Linked DNA regions of Hordeum vulgare: region 2 is linked to region 1. The links are chromatin contacts, called in public Hi-C maps. All regions are on one chromosome and are shown on one strand. The core of a region is the stretch at or near the end of the contact, and the rest is flanking DNA. Distances in the headings are between cores, read along the strand shown.

Region 1 (6,944 bases), core at 1,888-4,387:
CTAACATCCTGTGTCAGCAGCAAATGTTTTGCCAATCTCCAATAAAACATCCTAATCTTTTCTTAGCAACATCCTTCCCCGGTATTTTTTAGGGCACCCATGTATTTTTCTTTGGAATTCCCTATTTGACGCATTCTGCGTCAAATTGACGGAGCTTCGCAAAGGAGATCAAGACGAAGTGCTTGGTGGTCCGGAGCCCATTACAGTAGTTCATGCGGTTTTCTATCGGTTTTCGGAATCTCCTATAGATTCCTGGTCAGTTTTATTTGATTTTAGGAACCTTCTAGAAGGTCCCTAAACTAGTTATTTTTAATATTCTTTATTCTTTACAATTACTGTTTTTATTTATTTATTTTCTTATTTCTTTTATGTTTTTTATCCTTTCTATTTGTTTTTGTATTTCTTTCATCATTTCATTTTTTTTTTCAAGTATATATACTATTTGCAACATATGTCCAGATTTTTTATCGCATTTTTCAAATTTTGATCTGAAATTCGAAAAAAGATTAGAATTCCAATTTTTTCACTTATAAAAAATGGAATAAAAAAATTCAAAAATTTAGAAAATAACAAATTCATAGAAATGATAGTTAAATTTAAAACATATTTAAAAATTTGAAAAAAAAATTCTGTTCGTAAAGTGATCCAGTTATAATATTTTGTTTAGAAATTTTGAGAAATTAGAATTTTGAAAATTGTATGATTCTTTAAAAAATGTTTAAAATTCAGAAGATATACAATTTCGTATTTCAGAAATGTTCAAATTCTTAATTTTTGTAAAAATACATGAATGTTCTCATTTAATTTTTTTTGTAATTACACACAAATTCGTGTTTTCATTTTTTGTTAGTGCTTACAGAACATTTTTCAATTCTTTCATAAATTTCTTATTGTCAGTTTTGTTCCTATTTTTGAAAACATATGTTTCATATTCCCAAAAACTATTGACGTTTTCACTAAATATTCACGTTTCTGAAGCAATTGTTAAGTTTTCTCAAAAAAATGTTCAAGTCTTCAATCTTTGTTCCCTAACGTTTTTCCCTGAATAATGTTTTCCCTCAATAATATTTCCTAAATAATGTTTCCTAAAAAGTATTACTTCAATATTGTTCCCTTAATAAGGTTTCCTGAATAATGTTTCCTAAATAATGTTTGGGAACTTCAGAAATTATTTAGGGTACAATATTAATTTGTGGACAAGAAAATTTCCCATATTTTTGTTTTGGATTTTGGAAGAAATTTGGCAAATATACCGTTTTATAGTTCGTGAACAGAATCAGAAATTGGGAACATTTTCTGAAGTTCCCAAACATTTTTGAATTTGCAAACAAATTTTCATAACATGAACAGTTTTCAAATTCGTGAGAAAAAATAGAAATTGGGAACATTTTCTGAAGTTCCCAAACATTTTTGAATTTGCAAACAAATTTTCATAACATGAACAGTTTTCAAATTCGTGAGAAAAAATAGAAATTGGGAAAAAAAATTCTGAAGTTCCCGAACATTTTTTTGAATTTGTGGACAAATTTTGTAAAATGAGCACTTTTAGAATTTGTGGACAAAATTTTGAAAACAGGAACATCTCTTTTTTCAGAAAAAATCACATTTTAAAAAAAATCTATGTGAAATTACAAATTTTGGAAAAACTATATATTACAGTACAAGTACGGAAAATAACATGCAACATGGAATATTTTACAACATTAAGTTTTTTGTTTTGGAAATCCACAAAATTAAATTAGTAAGTATATTCGTGATGCGACTTCATTCACAAGAATTGATTATCTCTTGTGGCTAGCAGCGCTCGTCGAGGTACACGTAAGTCAGGGTTGGTCTCAGTGGGCTGGTCCAATCGCATGCCTCGTGTGGGTCGCGCTCGCTATTGGCCGAAGAATGCAACATCGTTCGAAATCACTAGTTAGCGAGTACATCTTTTAACGATTACTTTCATCTTTACAGGCTGTGACAAGTGGCGCACTGCATGTGTGCCATTTGTCGCAAACTGAGAGTTTTTCTTTTTTCGTAGATTTGTATTTTTAAAACGTTTTATCTCCTAAACCGTGCGTCCAAATCTTGAACCGTTTTCATCATTGGCTTTCTCGCGCCAAGATTTTCAAAACTAGATCCCATGTGATGATTTTTTTCACGAAAAAAACAGAATAAAAAAACCGGACGAAAAACCATGCGTCACGCGATAGAAAAAAAATAGATTTTTTCCCTTTCTGAGAGGCACGGATCGTGCCTCTCGCGAAGGCAAAACCATGCCTCTCGCGGAATCAAAACCGTGCCTCTCACGAAAAAAAAGAGAACAAAAAATGCGTTTTTCCCTTTCGGGAGAGGCACGGGCGTGTCTCTCGCGAAGCAAAAATCATGCGTTTGCGGAAGCAAAACTGTGCCTCTCGCAAAAAAAAGCATTTTTCCTCTTTCGGGAGAGGCACGGGTGTGTCTCTCGCGAAGGCGAAATTGTGTCTTTCGCGAAAGCAAAATCGTACCTCTCACAAAAAAATAGAAAACGTGTTTTTTCCCTTTACGAGAGGCACGGACGTGCCCCTCCCGTAGGTAAAACCGTGCCTTTCACGAAAGCAAAATCGTGTCTCTCGTAAAAAAATAGAAAACATATTTTTCCCTTTAGGCACAGGCATGCCCCTCGCGAAGGCAAAACCGTGCCTTTTTCATGAAAGCAAAACCGTTTCTTTCTCGAAGATAAAACCATACCTCTCACAAAATAAAATATAAAACGTGTTTTTCACATAAAGAAAAGAAAACACGTTTTTAAAAAAAAAATGATTTTTTTGTTTTGCAAAAGCTACGAAAGACCGGTAAAAACCAGAACACAAAAAAAACTATTCAAAAAAGGCTGGAAACGCGTGCGAAAAAATAAAAGAAAATCCGAAAGAAACGCTCAGAATGCAAAACGTGACGGTGACTGAGAACACGCCAAGTTACCATGCGTGAAAGTGATCGCTGGAATTCTTGTGAGAAAGCGCTCGCTAACTAGTTCATCGTATCACTACTAGGCCCATAAATAGCCCACCACGCTACAAAGGCCGCCCGTTCGGCAGTTACTCAGCCCAGATCCAGGATAACGAACGGAAACGTGGGGGCCCGCCCACATCCACCGAGTCCAGACTCCAGACTCCAGACTCCAGAGCGTGTCGGCTCCTCTCCGCAACACAGGTCAGCCGCGGCGTCGGCCTTCGCCTCCCCCATGGCCTTCCATTCCTCCGTCGCCCCCATCCCCTTCGCCCCACCTCACGGGCCCGGAGCCTTCCACCGAGCCGCCCACCCCGCCGGAGCCTCCCGACCCGGCGCGCCCTGGAGGAGTCCCGTCGCCCGCTCGTCCGCCTCGCCCGACGTCGTGGTCACGCGCGAGCGAGGCAAGAACGCCAAGCTCGTCGCCGCTCTGGTAAGTCCCCTCTCACAGCGGGCAGCTCTCGCACTGTTCTTCTGGATCGAGCGCAACCGATTTTCAGTTTTCTGGTGCGCTGACCCGAAATTGGTGGATTTGAGAGGATTATACGGTCGTTTGTAGACAGGCGATTTTCTGGGCTGATTTTACATCTCCGAAACTGAAATGGGGGCTAACAAATGGCACCTTGAGGAATTAATCGCGTCAGTCTTGTACTGTGATTGGATCTGTGCAGGAAAAGCATAATGTGCACTCTCTGGAGCTTCCTCTTATTCAGCACGTCCAAGGGCCTGACGCAGATAGGCTTTCAGCTGTCTTGCGGGGTACGTGGTTCAGTCTATCTTTTTAAACTGCTTTGCAGAAATTGCAACCGCAGGGTTTAGTCACTTCAGTATTGTGTATTTACAGATGAAAAGTTTGACTGGATTACTGTAACATCTCCTGAGGCAGCTGCAGTGTTCCTTGAGGGATGGAAGTAAGATTCAAACATATTGCAGTTATTGTGCGCAGTGTTGCCACACAAATAGAACATATGTCATTTCGCGATTCATTCCACATATGTTGTGGGCTTGTGGCAGCGCAGGTCCGTGCGCTTTCTGTGAAACAAAGTAGATTGTGTGTTTTACATGTCCAAAGTTTTTTCTTACTGAACTTCATTTCTGAAATCAAATCATCGCTACATGAAACGAGAGCAAATCAAACTTAATCTACGGCCACCATATTTGACATCGCACAATAACTCAATACCAGGGCTGCTGGAAGTCCTAAGGTGCGAATAGCAGTTGTTGGAGCAGGTACTGCAAGAACTTTTGATGAAGTATTGCAATCTAATGATGGATCCCTTGAGATTGCATTTTCTCCTTCCAAAGGTATCTTGCCCATCATTTATATTACTATGATGTACAGCCCATGCACTTTATTAAAGACTTCATGCATCTTGAAGACTTGAAGTGTTTTCAATTATGTAAGGTACTTATTACATTTGTTTCTTCATCAGCTTTGGGCAAAGTTTTGGCCTCTGAACTTCCAAGGACTAGTGAAACTGCCTGTAAAGTGTTGTATCCTGCATCTGCAAAGGCTGGCCATGAAATTCGTGAGTCATTTTGTGTTCATGCGGTTAACATTATATGGGAGCTATTTATTTCAGCCCCTTCATTTAAGTCACAGGATTTCTGCCTTACATTTAACCAGAGAGAGTTGTGAACTATTCAGGGCTTTGCAAATTGATCCGTATTATAAATCAATAATTGCTAAGTAATTTCAGTCTTGTAGTTAAGTTTAAGTTTTGTAACTGGTCATATCAATTTTGACTCTTTTTGTTCGTTATCTTGTGGTACCCGTCTTCCACAAAAACTGCATAGAATATTCAGTCTTTCTGTTACTTAGTTTCACCCTGCGGTGCAGAGAATGGGCTTTCAGCTCGAGGATTTGAGGTGACAAGACTGAACACCTATTCAACTGTAAGATTTTCAATTATATTGATATTTAATTCATTTTCCATTTCTGAATGTAGAACATGCATTCTGGATTTTTTTAGCTATTTTCCATTGATCTATGGTACCTACCTGGTTAGCTTGATCTTTCTTAAATCTATGAGTACTAATTTTGTTTCATATTAAGCTTCTGTTATGGTTGCTAGGGTTTGAGCGGGAGAGAGAGAGCTGCGAGGGCGCGAGAGAGCCGGCCGTGGGAGTCCTTTCCCACGGCCGGGCAAGAGGGAAAAGGGTTTTCCTTCTTAATCCTTGCCTGTTTAGATTGATACATCTCCTCTCCATATATAGAGAGGTTTACTTGACTCCCAAGTAAGGCTTACTTGACCCCTAAGCAAACCCTAAGACTAACGGGCCCAGGCCCATCACGTACTCTAACACTACACCCCACCTGGACATGCAGATCATCCTCGAGCTGCAACCTAACGACGATTCGACCCCACACAACCCTAACGCCTAAAAAACAAGCCTTTTACATCTCGTCCTATTGTATTGACCTAAAATAAGCTAACCCGAATGAGACTCCGACTCTTTATTTTTGACTCCGAACGATAAGGCGAGAATCCTCCGCGCGCCGAACTTGTGCGTTTGCAGCCCCCTGGATCCCAAGGACACCATCGGGACCAAGGGAGCCCTTGCGGTGGCCGGCGGCGGAATGCAGTGGTGCTACGCGGTGTGCTCCTGTCGGTGACACCATGTCTTCTCCCCGCCGGCTGACTGTCGATGTCGCAGACTTGGAGGTCGTCGCCCGTGGGAAAAACAGCATGCCCGCCGCCCGTGGGGGAAACCGCATGCCCAAGATCCCCCACGCAGCGGACGAGATCGAGGTCTGTTGCACCGCGAAGCGCAACTTGGAGGAGCTGCAGCTGCAAATAACGCATCTCCCGCACATGCCGACGCGCTAGGAGGCCGCGCGCAGCAGCCTGCAGCCTCACCGCCGCCGACACGTGGTGGGTAGCGATCCAAGCCGGAAGCGGTGCCGGCGACGGCTGGAACTTGATCTGTTGAATGGGATTGTCCTGGGACGGCGGTGGCGCTGCTGGGAACGAGGTCGTCGCAGTCCCGTCGTAGGGCATCCCATGCTGGAACGTGATGACCGGCGCCGTGGTCGCAGCCGAGGGCGGCGGCGGCGGCCGTGCGGGGGTCGGCGCCGGTGCTGTGACCATGGAGGACCCCCCGTGGAATGGCGCACCGTCGGGACTGGCGAAGCGGGAGGGCCCGCCGTACTGTTGGTGTGGTGCCGGTGGTGACTGGATGTGCGGCGGCACCCAGGCCGCCGTATAGATCGGCCCGGAGACGGGAAGCGGCAGCGGCGGCTGCAGCAGCCTGGCGTCGAGTGGCGGCGACGACAGCAGCAGCATCGGCTGATGGCGCGGCCGGCGGCGGTCCGTAGGGACTGGCCAGGAAGAGGCAGATCCCTTGGACGGCGGTGGTGAGATCGCGGATTGCTCCGGCGATCTCCTCCGGGGTGAGGGCGACAGGAAGCGGTGGCGACGGGGTGAACATGATCGAGCCTGAGAAATCTGATACCAGATGTTATGGTTGCTAGGATTTGAGCGGGAGAGAGAGAGATGCGAGGGCGCGAGAGAGCCGGCCGTGGGGTCCTTTCCCACGGCCGGGCAAGAGGGAAAAGGGTTTTCCTTCTTAATCCTTGCCTGTTTAGATTGATACATCTCCTCTCCATATATAGAGAGGTTTACTTGACTCCCAAGTAAGGCTTACTTGACCCCTAAGCAAACCCGACTAACGGGCCCAGACCCATCACGTACTCTAACAGCTTCATATCAAGCAGCCTTTTGCGAACACATCACATAATTCCGAACTAGAGCTGGATATTTGTGGTTTTCTCCCGGTAGTTGTAGGTTGATTCTAGTGAACTCTTGAACTCAAATACTCAATGCAGTTGAACCATAGTATTAACCATTGATTTGCCTCATCATATTATATCTGTGCCAGCCTGCTTTCCTAACCTGACAGTGGCATATCATGAATTTTGTATTGGGTTTTACATTATACTTAACACCTTATGTGCGCATGGACTTGGA
Region 2 (7,255 bases), core at 2,716-5,215, 200 kb after region 1:
TTGATACTTCAATATTTCTGAAAACCAAAGTATTCTTGGAATACCTAAAAAATACAGAGCTCAGCAAACCAAAGCCGTGTACAAATGTACAATATGTTCTTATTTTTAGAAGGCATCTATAAACACATCATTTTTAGTTAGTTTGGTTAATTTTTCCCACGCCAATTAGCCGTGTCTAAACTTGGGACAAACAAAATACAAACATAACAAAGCATTATTATAACACACATAACTTAACTTAGATAGGGTTGCTAGGGCAACATAAGTTCTTGGGACATATAACACGACACCAATTTCTTACATAGATAATAATAATTAGGGTAGCTAGGTCGGGCAACACACACACCAAACTAATACTACATACTAGATAGGGTAGCTAGGACAACACCGCCATGTCTTCACCGTCGTCTTCACCTTAACCGCCGGCTTCACCGTCTTCTTCGCCGTCGGCTTCAGTACTCCTCCTCCTCAAGGTCGTTGTCGCTGAGGTAGTACGGGAGGCTGTGCATGCGGTCGCGAGCGGGGAAGATGCTCTCGAAGTCGGTGAAGATGTTATAGGTGGTGAATGCGATGAACTCGCACCCACACCAATACACCTTGCCGAGCAGGTGGTAGGCATCGAACCTGTTGGTGAAGTGGACGACGAGCCCTACCGGTGGAGCGTCGGCGTGGGGACGCTGCTCCACGAGGTTGAACATGGGCGGCGAGCCCGCCGGGAGGTGGTGGAAGCCCGCACGGAGGAACCCCCGTGCAAGCTCAGTGCTACCCCTCCAGCGTGAGAACGCCCACACGCGGAGCGATTCCTCGACGACGACGTTGGCGGGGTACCGCCGTTCCGGCACGGTAGGAGGCTCTTTGAATGTTGGGCCGTAGAACTGCATCTTGAACGCTTCGCTGAGTGGAACCGCTCTGGCTTTTGGGGGAAGAAGAGAAGTGGGAGGCGCAGATGGATCTGTAGAAGAAGAGGCAATGAAGGGCAGTTTAAATAGCCGGGGGAGACGAAATGGGTACACGCGCAAACGACGTAGATCGTGACTCAGTGCTGCTGTGTGAACCGATGCGATCATCAATGTGTGAACGTGAATCGAAGCGAGCGTGCTCTGCGTTGGCGGCTCTGCGTGCTCTGCCTTGGCGGCTGCCTCCCCCTGCTGCGTTGGCGGCTGCCTGCCTCCCCCTTCTGCGTGCTCTGCGTTGGCGGCTGCCCCTTCTGCATGCCCCTTCTGCCACCGGCACAACTGAATCGAGCGGCAGCCGTGCGGCGTGAACTGATGCCTCGACATATGGACGCGAGCGTGCGAGCGTGCGTGCAGCCTGCCCCTTCTGCCACCGGCACGTATGCCTGCGACGCGTGAAACGACGTTGCGGAGCGACTGAATCCACTGGCAACCGTGCGGCACGGATCGATGCGTGCGTGTCGGCATGCATGCATGCGTTTAGGTCTAGGTCACTAGATGCGTGCGTGGCGGTGTTCGCATGCATAGCAGGCTACATCGATGCCAAAGACGGGCATGCATAGCAGGCTACATCGATGCCAAAGACGGGCATGCATAGCAGGTTGCATCCATCGATAGTAGGCTTTTTTAATTTATTACCAACAAACTAACGGGCCCGTCCTATGAACACAAACACGGCCCAACCAGCGAAGCCACAGCCACAGTCAACAGAGTTCAACATGGCCTCACAAGTCAGTTAACTGTCAAGACGGCAAACGCGTGTTATCAACATTTGTGAGAGTTTCAGCTAAGGGAGAGGGGAAAAGTGAGCAAAAGTTTGAAGCGTGGGAAAAACTGAACACAACTAAGGAATTGAGGGCACAGATGAAATAATCCCTATTTGATAAGCAAGCATCTTATCAATAAGCTAAGTTTTTTTCACGAGAATGCAGGCTAGGCGAGTTAGTTGTTGGGCCAAACTTGATGCTTCAGCTTGTTTCTTTTCAGACCAGGGACGATCCCTCCAAACACATGTTGTTTTCTATTTTGCCCAAATGCATGCGCCATCTACCGATTCATTTGAATCCTATTTTTTTCCCACTTTGCACAAATGCGCATATTTGATGGGTTCTATCTCACTAATGTCCAATCCGGCTATTAGAACTATGGGCTTTTAAGGATGCGACCTTACAATGTGAAAGCTGAGATACATTATTTTTGTTGAGCAAATGTGAAGTGAAATGAAAGGGAAGAAATGAATCATGTTGACTTCAGATACTCTGGTGAAGAACAAGACGAAGTAGCAGTAAATAAGGTAAGTTTTTATTTGACGAGAACGAGAGAATATGTTTGGCATTGTCAAATAAGTAAGTTCATTTTATTTTTCAAGAGGACATGCTACAAATAAGATAAGTTTTTTTAATAAGAATATATGCTACACGAGTTGGTTGTTGGGCCAAACTCGAGGCTTTAGCCTGTTCCCCTAATGATCAGGTCGAACCCTCGCAAACACATGCATAGGCCATCTACAGGTTCAACCAATTCTTGTTTTTTCCAAGTTTGCGCAAAACTAGCCTATTCACCTGGTTCTTTCTCGTCCGTTGGTTGGGCAGTCCATAGAAACCGTGCATGTTGCGTATTCCCAGTGGCTTTCAATCCATCTTTTAAAACTATGTGTGAGGCGCAACTGGTTGCGTAGAGAAGAGGCGTTTACATAAGCTCGTACATTAAATGCTCAATAGATATCTGGCTTGGATGTGGTGATCTTCTAACATTACATAATACTTTTTGTGAAGTTTAAATGTTTGATTTGTTGCTTTAGTTGGGATTTGCAGCCCACATAATATTCATGGACTAAATAGTCATCTGAACTTCAGAATTTTCAACGTTCTTTCTCCAAACAAGAGAACTAACCATCACGTTCTATGTTCCTAAGTGACTTATCCAAATTACCATGCAAAAAATGTGCAAAAGCGAAATTGGGGGTAGCTAGGCAACCAGTTCATCATCAAGAGGTACAAATCAAAGTGAATAATCATTAAACAACACAAGTAGGTAAAAAAAGCAAAGATGGGAGGTGAAACGGCTAGGTGGCTATGAGCTACAAATAGCGGGGTGACGCAAAGGAGAAAGTCGTGACGTGGGCCTACACACATGCATGAGCTTTGAACGCTTAGAGCATCTTATCTTATCTTATCTTGATTGACCACCGAAAGTTTCTTATCTAACATTTTCTTTTCCTTTTTTATTATATAAAGAACTGTTTGAAGAATTTATATTTGTTGTTGTTTGGACTACATTTGTAGCACCCAAACATTAAAAGGGCTAAATAGCAATCTCGACTTCAAATGTACTTCCCCTTCCCGGGGGAGGGGGGGGGGGGGTTGAATGTGCTTTCTTCACTCGGACCAACCAACACATCACCCTCATTTTATCTATGTAATCAATTGCTCATCAAGAGGTAGAAACCGAAGTGAATAATAATCAAGAAACAACAGCAGGCGGAAAATGTGGACACAAAGGAGATGAAACGGTTTGGTGGGCGTGAGCTGTAAACAGTGGGGTTGACGCAAACGAGAATGTCGCGACGCGGGCATACGCAAGCGCGAGTGCATTCAATGCTTAGAGCATCTTATCATTGGCCATCAAAAGTTCCTTATTTACAAAACAATTTCCCCTTTTTGTTAGAAAGAACTGTTTGAAAACATTTTTATTTGTTGTTGTTGTTGCTGTTGTTTGGACTAGATTTGTAGCACACAAACATTGAAATGGCAAAAAGTTCTCGAAATTCATATTGGAAGGGCTATAAAAATTTAGCCATGTGAACTTTAAAAACCACAAAACGGGTTTCCCCCTTCTTTTTTTGGGGAAAACATGAATGTGTTTTCTTCACGGGGACCAACCAACACCTTCCCCCCATTTTTTTTTTCGTTTCCCCTCCACTTCTTTTTATTTCCTGTCCGCCTCTGTCCCTGTCCACCCCCCTCCCCCTCCCTCCCCTCCTTTTTATTTCCTTTTTCTTTTCATTTTCCCGTCGATTCCTATGGTCACCACAACACAACACTAAAGTCTCGCCCGCCGCATGCCCTCGTCGCCATGACCACCCGCCGCCGCCGCCGCCGCCGCTGCTCCTCGTCAGCGGCGCCATCCATTCCCCTCGCCCCCCTGCGCTCCGCTTCCTCCGCTGCTCGGTAAGTTCCCCGTTACCTCCGCTGCTCCGCCCTCCTTGCTTTCTTGCCTCCAGCCATCCCGAAGCGAACGAGGAACTGCTGTCCGCCTCTCGCTCGCTGGCTGGCTGGCTGGCTGGTGTTCTCGAGTTCTAGAGTGATCCATGCTTATGCCGACGAGGAATACCGAGTTTTTTTGGGCTCCTTGTGACTATTTTCTTGGGGTTTCTGTTTTGGGGGATGCTTTGGTGTTCGGTAGCGCTCTGCCTTTTTGACGAACCACCGCGGCGAGCCGGCGAGTTCTTGATTCCTTTTGTGGTGTCTTTGGCTTCCTGCAGGGGTTTCTTGGCTGCTCTTTGCTGCGTCTTCTTGGCCCTTGCGCTGTCCGTCTCGGCGGCGGCGGCTGCGGGGGATTCCGTGGAGGAGGACCGCCAGGAGGACGGTCGCTGCCTCGGCTTCCGGGATGTGTGCGCCGACGGGGGTTCCTTCTGCTTCTCGTCCTCGGAGGTTCAGGCGCTGCTCGCCAGCGATGACGTCACCAAGGAGCCTGATTTGGGGGTTTCAAGGGACCGGGGGCCATCCCGGTCAATGTGCTTCCCGATGTCCGGCGGAGGCATGGTAACTTGCTCCTCTGCAGATGCGACCATCGCAGGGGCGCGCGATGCGTTGGGGGGAGAGGGCAAGGATGTTGCGAGGTATGACGCGGCGTCGTGCCAGGCGCCGCTTGTGCCTGACAATTGGATGCAGGCATCGCACGGGGTGCCACTGGAACTGGACGGCGCGGCCTCAGATGTCAGCCCGAGTGCGAGTGGCCTCTACAGTTCTTCGTCCATGAATGTGGAGATAAGTCCACCAGTGCTGGATTGGGGCAGGAGTAACCTTTATGCAGCCTCTGTGGCCTCCCTGACTGTGGTGAATTTGAACAATGACAGTGTCCTGCGTGTCTATGAGCCATTCAGCACTGATCCACAGTTCTATGTGTATGGATATGAGGACCTGGTTCTGCAGCCCGGCGAAAATGCGTCGGTCACCTTCATGTTCCTGCCGAAGCTGTTGGGCTCTTCTTCAGCACATTTGGTTTTGCAGACCAATTTCGGTGGATTCATCATACAAGCTAAGGGCATGGCTGTCGGGTCGCCGTACCAGATACTTCCATTGACCAGGATGGATGTTGTAATAGGTGGACACCTGGAGAAGAATTTGTCCATATACAACCCTTTTGATGATTCTCTCTATGTCGAGGAAGTGGCAGTTTGGATGTCTGCTTCTGAAAGCACAAAACAATCTTCTCATGTAGTTTGTCAGTTAGGCCCTTTAGATGAGGCAGTGGAGTTAACTTCTTTGAGCAGCAACTGGCTTACAGCAAGCAGCACTGAATTTGGATGGCCAGTGATCCATATTAGGCCTAGTGAGCAGTGGGAGGTGCTTCCTTCAGAAAGCAGGACTGTCATAGAGTTGAAACTGCAACCTATTTCAGAAGGCAAGGTGTTCGGTGCTATCTACATGAAACTGCGCAATCACACAACTGATAAAGTGGACATTGTTGTTATACCTATTGAACTAGAGGTACACACGCGCACCTACTATGATTCCACAGACTTGGTTTCTGTCACGTTTGAGCGAATATCATCTTGTGCTGGAAATGGGTCAATATTTTCCCTTTCTTTACGGAATGATGCAACAGAGTTACTGAAGGTCGTGAGTGTAACTGGGGATAACAGGGATGGCCCGATGATCTTTCAGTTGAAGTATTTGGATGGCTTGATACTCTTCCCTGACACTGTAACAGATATAGCTTTGATAAGATATACTGCTTCAGTTCCAAAGGGTGTTCCATTTGACAACTGCAATATAGTGGTCGAAACAAACAGTTCCCTTGGTAGTTCAATTGTGATACCCTGCCAAGATATAATGCGTGCATCTATTTCTTACACTACCAACGCTGTTGTTGCTGAATCTGATGAGCCAGTTGCTGAATCATTTCCTGAAGAGACCTCCGCTAACTCAAGGACAGGATCTTTGGGCAGCATCATAGAAACAGAAGGCCCGCATAACATGAAGGTAATATAAAACCTTGTGCAGTTTCAGTTGGTCTTAAGTGTTGTTCTCCTAGCTGGACTAGGAGCTGTTTTGAAGCATTTTATGCTTACAACATAATCTATGCTATGAACCCAGTAATGAGTAATGATATCACCCTGTAATGCGTTACCCTGTTCATTAATTTCATCAGTGCAGCATATCATTTTCTCTTTAAACCGGTATAGTTAATCTCATGCAGGCTGTAAATTCATATTGGTATGTTAACCTTCCTGCTTTAAAGTTTTCTGTAGCACGCTATTATCGCATTAAAGAAAGTTTATAAGGCCCTTATTGTGGTTGTCATTAGTATTAACCATCTGTTTGGAAGAATAAGCGGGCGAATAGAGAAAAGCAGGCACATTACGCAGTCTTACTCTCGTTATACTCCCTCCGTCTCAAAATAAGTGTCTTAACCTTAATACAATTTTGTACTAGAGTTAGTACAAAGTCGAGACAGTTATTTTGGGACGGAGGGAGTATATCTTAAGATAGTTGAATATTGATCTAGTATTCGACTGTCAGAGATATCCATCAGTTGGTAACTCTTTGCAAAGTGCTAAATTGTATCAAGTGTTTTCCTCCTGTATGCATTTAAGTATTTCTGCTTTGTAATATTCTCATACAATTTTGTAATATAATTTGCAGCCAACAACCAGGGGAGCAATCAGAGCTGATGACATGGTACTTAGGAACTGGAGATCTCATGGTACAATGACTGGGATTTCTGTTCTCACAAATCATGAGCTGGTGTTTCCTGTCGTGCAAATTGGATCACAGTTTTCTGAATGGATAACCGTCCATAACCCAAGCCAGCAACATGTGTCCATGCAGCTGGTACTGAACTCTGAGGAAATGATTGGCCAGTGTAGAACTGTAAACGACGAATGTGAACACACTTTCTCAAGCAGATCTCCTGAAATTGACTCGACAGAGACTAGATTTGGTTTCTCATTAGGTAGCAAAGCAATTACTGAGACCTATCTTGGTCCTTTGACAAGTGCTGTACTTGGTCCCATTGTTTTCCGTCCTTCAAATCGTTGCATGTGGTCAAGCATGGCTTTGATTAGAAACAATTTG

Evidence for each region. A called contact is a pair of places that touch in the nucleus more often than the background predicts.
Region 2: a Hi-C map of leaf shows a contact between it and region 1, with 6 times the contacts expected there. The contact joins the promoter of LOC123449649 here to the promoter of LOC123449648 in region 1. A contact is called at or near these places in 5 of 6 Hi-C or Micro-C datasets (leaf and seedling) and 1 of 1 datasets of contacts at active chromatin or transcription factors (embryo).

The regions. Positions count from the first base shown.
Region 1 is chr4H:572,981,546-572,988,489 of MorexV3_pseudomolecules_assembly, forward strand. LOC123449648 (uroporphyrinogen-III synthase, chloroplastic) reads left to right here and starts at 3,138. Exons shown (of 9, transcript XM_045126937.1): 1 at 3,138-3,406; 2 at 3,645-3,732; 3 at 3,818-3,884; 4 at 4,160-4,278; 5 at 4,407-4,502; 6 at 4,814-4,869. The coding sequence starts at 3,209.
Region 2 is chr4H:573,184,951-573,192,205 of MorexV3_pseudomolecules_assembly, forward strand. It overlaps LOC123449649 (transmembrane protein 131), which reads left to right and starts at 3,966. Exons shown (of 4, transcript XM_045126938.1): 1 at 3,966-4,123; 2 at 4,438-6,160; 3 at 6,824-7,255. The coding sequence starts at 4,029.